Regions from separate parts of the Sus scrofa genome. Here region 1 is linked to region 2. Evidence: chromatin contacts called from public HiChIP or PLAC-seq data. All regions are on one chromosome and are shown on one strand. Each heading gives the region's core, a stretch centred on a gene start, on an enhancer-like site or on the middle of the called end of the contact. The rest is flanking DNA. Distances are from core to core; before and after follow the strand shown.

Region 1 (2,700 bases), core at 127-2,626, 170 kb before region 2:
GAATAGTTTGTGTCTACAGAAAAGGGCCTGGGCTCTCTCAAGTTGTTGAGTAGTTGCAGTGGGGTGCTCTGGCTTCAGCCACAGGATAGGCATCTTCAATCTCTGGTAAGCCGAAACATTTTTAAGCACTGTAAAAATAACCACTGGTGCTTCAGGTTCTCTCCCTTGCTGAAGTATCCATGGAAAGCTGGAGTTTTAGTGGTGGAACACCCCTTTCCCAGTCGTGGGAGGTGGGGCTCTCACACACGGGATCCGTCGCCGGGATCATCGCCCACTTCAGCTGGGTTCCCTCAGGCCGCAGACGTCCCGCCCCCTGCCACCTCCGTACATTTCATTGGCCAGGGCCTGAATCCGCCTCGGCTCCTGACTGGTGGCTGCTCCTATCTGTCTGCGCGGCGGGGACATTTCCGCATTGAGGGGGGCTGCTCCGAATGGAGGGGGAGGGGAAGTGTTTAGGAGAAAGGGGGGGCTTTGGGTGTTGCGAGACCGCAGCCAGGTGGACAGAGGGGGTTCAGTAGCTGGGCTGCGACCACTGGCGAGAGGCTGGAGGTGTGCATGTGTGAAAGGAGAAGGGGAGAGAGAAGGGTGCCGCAGAGGTGATAGTCTCTCAGTCTGCGAACCTTCTTCCGGGGGCGCCATAAACGCCCCCAAGTTCTCAGCTGCTAAAGGAGGAGGTGGAAGGTGGGTCTCCGAGGCGGTTTGGGGAGGGGCCGGGGCGGACTTCCCACCACCCCTTGGGCGGGTGCGTTCCTCCTCTCTAAGGCGTTTAGAGCCCCTCTGCCTGACCCACAGTTTGGCCCCAGAGGCCGAATTTGGGTTCGGCCAGGAGGGACTAGAATGTGCAGTAGTCCGGGCGGGCCCTCCCGGGCTCCTGTACCTCGGACTCGGGGCGGCGCACGGGTTCTCCCCTCCCGGGTGGCCCCCTAGTGTCCTCTGAGGGGGAGGGGCCCTGGAGCCTTCGGCCCCTCCCGGGAAAAAGCCGCCGCAGTGTTGCCGCCACTCGCAGCCGGGAGGGGGGCGCCGGGAGGCCCTTGCACGCCCGCGCACGGAATTTTTAGCACCTCCTAGTCCCGGGATATTTATGGGCTGGTAGAAATGGTTCCATGGACCCTCTTTGCGCCTCTTTGCCCCCTCTCCCTCCTCCCGACCCCTGTTTGGGCGGGGACTGCAGTTGGCCGGAGTTTTCCGGGGAATGGGCCGGAGCCTGTACGGCAGCGAGGGGAGGGGGAACCGGGGGCGCGGCCCGCCTTTGCCTGCTGCTGTCCGGCCCCGGAGGGCGTGGGGACCCGGGGGCGGTGAAGTAGCTGCTCTAGATCCGCCTCTTTCATTGATGAAATTTAAGTTCTTGTGATTTTACCTTTTCCGGGAGTCTCCATCTGGCCCTCATTTGTGTTGGGGTGCAGTGTGGGCTGGAGTTCCAAGCAGACTCAGTCGCACCAAGTTTCTGTCTTTTGGAAGTGGGGAAGGTTCTCCTGGGTGGTTTTTTTTTTTTTTTTTTTTTTTGAGGTAGTTTTAGTCGCTTTTAAGAAATACTCCCATAAGTGGCTAAGCATTGGAAGAGGAGAAAGAACTCGTCGGTCGGTTGTTAAAGCAGAGGTGGAAGAGAGACCCGCTCTATAGCGTGACTCCTCTAGAAATTTAAATATATATACAAAAGCCAGAGTATTTTAATAAATCCCTAAAATGTCGAGATTTGTACAAGGTAAGACACGCTTCTTATCTCCCGGGTTACTTTAGTAGTACTGAATTTGGGTACTGACAGTCGAGAGGTTGGTGGGTGGTTTCAAAGTGGAAATGTTCATTTGAGATACTGTTTGCAAAACCCTTTTCGTTAAACTGACATTTGAGCTGTCTTGAGTGCTGGCTGGGTTGGTGTTTCAGATACGTATAATTTATACCCTGGTACTCTGCTGCGTTTAGTTCTGCCTCCCTGGAATCAGGTTAGTAGCACTCTGGCTCCCCAGGATAGTGGCTGAAAATGAGAAAACAGGATTTTGGCTGCTGATTAATCCCTGTTCTCTTTTCTTGGTCGAAGTCAAGGTAACTCTGTGGGTGCAGATGGGAAGAAGAACTGGAGGGCTGGGGAGAGGCAAGTGGGTTTTTGCCAGGACTGTTGGGGAAGCTTTAGTGTTCTCAGCTTCTCCATTGGTGTGTACGTGGTTTGAGTCTCAGATTCATTTATTGCGAAACCGGGAGTAGCTCCTAGAAGCTGGAGGTCATTTCAGTAGGAGAAATGACTTTGCTGCATTGCTGTGTTTATTTATTTTTTCCTTCTTTGAAATCTGGAGGATTATTAAGGTTTCTTTGAAATTTGAAAATTGCCCTCTAAATTCTGTGTGTTTTTAAAAAAGGGTTAGGGAATGCCACTCAACTGAGTTGAGCTTTAACATTGTGTATACGTCTGTGAATGTGAACACATTGAAGTTGGTGCTACCTTAAACCTCTGTCACTAATTTGTAGCATAGGACTTGCCTTGTGGTATGCAAGTAAACCCTTCTCTTTCCGACCCCAGAGTGTGAAAGCTTCAGCCATCTTGCTGAACACACAGCTAGTAAAGTTCACAACCACTTTTTGAGACTGTCAGTAAATGTAGATGTACCTTAAAAAATTGTGCCAGTAATGGTTATCATTTGACCCTGGGCATGAAAATACCCTAGTAGGTTTTAAAGTACTTTATTAACTCTTTTTTCAGTTTTGTAT
Region 2 (2,700 bases), core at 169-2,668:
CATCACTTGCCTTGCAAGCATTTACTATTAAGACTACCCTGGGGTTTGACAAATCAGAAATAGAAGCGATTAAAAACAAAACACAAAAACATGCCAAGTTAATTCTATGAAAGTAAGGAGAGCCTCAATAAAGACCAAAATAAAACCAGTTAAAGGGGAATTCAAAAAAACAAACAAACAAACAAACAAAAAACCCACACAAACAAACCCACAAACAAAACGAAAAAACCCGGGTCAGCCAAAATTTTATAAAGAGCATCCCGAATTCAGCACAAGGACAGACCAAGTGGTTAATTATATGGGCAGGCAAAAGTTCCCTTGTCAATGGCAGGACGGCAGGGGAGGCCTGCCTTTGTATCAACGCAGAGATGGAAAGAAGCATAACTGAAAAAAATTAATTATTGAACAAATGATTGTGAGCTACAGTGCCAAAGTGAAATATACCGAGTTATTCTCTGGCTGGCCTTGGCCAAGAAGACAAATGATTTTTTTCCTTCAATTTAAATTACCCCTTTGGATCAAAAGAGGGCTAAGGGCCCAGCTGGGAAAAGAAAGGGAAAGTTTGGGGGGAGCATCTAAAGGGGGTGGTGGAAGTTCCACAGCCCGGATCCCCGAGAGGGGTTGAGAAGGGAAAAGAGCGGCGTCGCGGCCGCGGGCTGGAGGTGAGGAACACAGCTGCCGGCCGATCCCACAGCGAGAGCGAGAAGGAAAAGGAGGAGAAGGCGGCCAGCAGGAATGGAAGCTTCGGCGCCCGTCAGTTGTGGCCGAGAAACTCCGCCGGCTTGGGCCGGGGAGGAGACAGAGGGGGTGGGGTCTCGGTCCTCTCTCACCGGAGGTTGGGGGGAGGCGGGAGGGGACGCGCGAAATGCTGGGGGGCGGTGGGGCCGGTCAGACACCTACCTGCGGGTCCCGGGCAGCCGCCCCAGAGCGAGGCCTAGTGCATTGCCGCCGCCTCCAACCCTCCACGTCGCGCCGAGGCTGCTGCTCCGCGGCCGCCGCCGCCCGGAGCCCCGCTGGGCCCGAGCCCGGCTTCCCGCCCCCGCCCCGCGCCGGCTGGCTCGTCAGCCGGGGGAGCAAAGGGTCGCCCTCTCGAGCCCAGCTCCGCTCGAGGGTTAAGAGGCGGCAGCGGCGGCTCCCTCACGTCTCTCCCGGGTGTCCTGTCAGCCAGCAGTTTCCCCCGGGTCCGCAGCGCCGCCTCCGCCGCTGCTGCCACCGCCTCTCCCACATCCCCGGCCTCCAGAGGAGCCGCTACCGCCGCCTCCGCCGCCGCGCTGCGACCACTACCACTAGAGCTTCTGCTCCCTGCTCCACTGCCTCCCCTCACCCCGCCGGCCTGCCGCGGCCCGGCCAGGTCCGGGGAGACTGCTCCAGAGGCCGCCGCGAGGGCGCCGCAGCCCCCAGCCCACAATCCACCGCGCGGCTCCGCCGGGGCGGGCGGGCCGCGGCCCAGGCCGGGGGGGAGTGTTCGCAGCCTTGGGAGAGGGCCGGGCTGGGCGCGGGCGCCGCTGGCGTTCCCCCGGAGCAGGGAATGCCCCGCGCGACTGCTCGGCGCCTCCTCTAAGAGGCCTCCACGCAAAGACAGAAACTCACGATGAACTCGACTTTTCCCCACGACCCTTCCCTTCCCCCACCCCGAGGTGCTCTCTGGAGCAGCCGGGTGCCGCCGGCCGCTCCCCCGGACGGGTTCGCGACCCCTCTGCGTGGCCCTCGCCCACGCCCCAGACCAACCGACTCCAAACATCTCAAAGTCCCCAGCACATATTAAAGTAGATACTTCCATAACATTCCACCTTTCCTTTCACACTTTCAAAGTGAAAGGCTGTTCACTTTGAGTTTCCCAATTACATGTCCTTTGAAAGGTTTAAGGTCACCCCTTCCCCAACAATCCATGGACTCCGGAAACAGTGCATAGTCTCTCTATGGAAGCCTTCCCCCACCCAGTCTTTCTCCAAAGTTTCCCCTAGTTCCAGGGCCTCCTCCCAGGCACCTATCACACTTCTCTGGCGCTGAAATCAGTCATTCCTGCTATTTGAGATACTTGAAGTGTGTATTTTTAATACCACCTCCCTGTAATTCTTGACAGTAATCCAATTCAGCCCGGTTTCAGAGGGCTAGTAATCTTAATCCAGTGAAATGAAATCCACAAGAAAGGGAGTATGTTAGAATATTTTTTAAAAGAGAGGAAAGGGCCGTTTGAGTGCTTATGTCTTAATTTAGGAAGGTTTCTTTCAATTTTGAAACCATATCTTTGCTTAAAAATATCAATATTTCAGGCATTTATAAGACTGTTTAAACAAATCAAAAGTGAAAATAACAGTTGGGGAGAAAAAAAGTTGATGCAAATTTCACTAGTAAGAAGTCATTCTGGAAACTGCAAACATAACACTTTGTGAAACGGTATTTTACCCACTAAAGAGCTAAAGTTGAGGGGAAAGGAAGAACAAAAGAGAAGCAAGCAGCAAAAAATAGGTGAGAGGAAATTCTTATATTATGTTTTTCTAAATTCAATTCTTTACAGTTTTATAATAAGGAGAGTAAGACTATCAACCTCCAATGTGAACTATATTTAACTGTAAAATGATAAATCCTCCTCAATCTCTGATCTCATAAAGCCAAATGACCTTATATTATGAATATATCAAAGAAAGACTCACCAAATTTTGTCAAAGGGCAGAGAGGAAAATAATTTCACTTTAAGTC

What was found. HiChIP or PLAC-seq counts read pairs in DNA pulled down with a chosen protein or histone mark.
Region 1: a contact with region 2 is called in an H3K27ac HiChIP or PLAC-seq map of alveolar macrophages. The contact joins the promoter of LOC106507380 here to the promoter of VPS54 in region 2. A contact is called at or near these places in 5 of 47 Hi-C or Micro-C datasets (fibroblasts, heart right ventricle, liver and 1 more) and 2 of 2 datasets of contacts at active chromatin or transcription factors (alveolar macrophages and skeletal muscle).

What each region holds. Positions count from the first base shown.
Region 1 is chr3:78,029,439-78,032,138 of Sscrofa11.1, reverse strand. LOC106507380 (proline-rich protein HaeIII subfamily 1-like) reads right to left here and starts at 1,376. Exons shown (of 2, transcript XM_013987892.1): 1 at 1,358-1,376; 2 at 277-1,304. The coding sequence starts at 1,376. The coding sequence ends at 277. UGP2 (UDP-glucose pyrophosphorylase 2) reads left to right here and starts at 1,506. Exons shown (of 10, transcript NM_213980.1): 1 at 1,506-1,702. The coding sequence starts at 1,684.
Region 2 is chr3:77,854,811-77,857,510 of Sscrofa11.1, reverse strand. It overlaps VPS54 (vacuolar protein sorting-associated protein 54), which reads right to left and starts at 1,418. Exons shown (of 23, transcript XR_002342640.1): 1 at 901-1,418.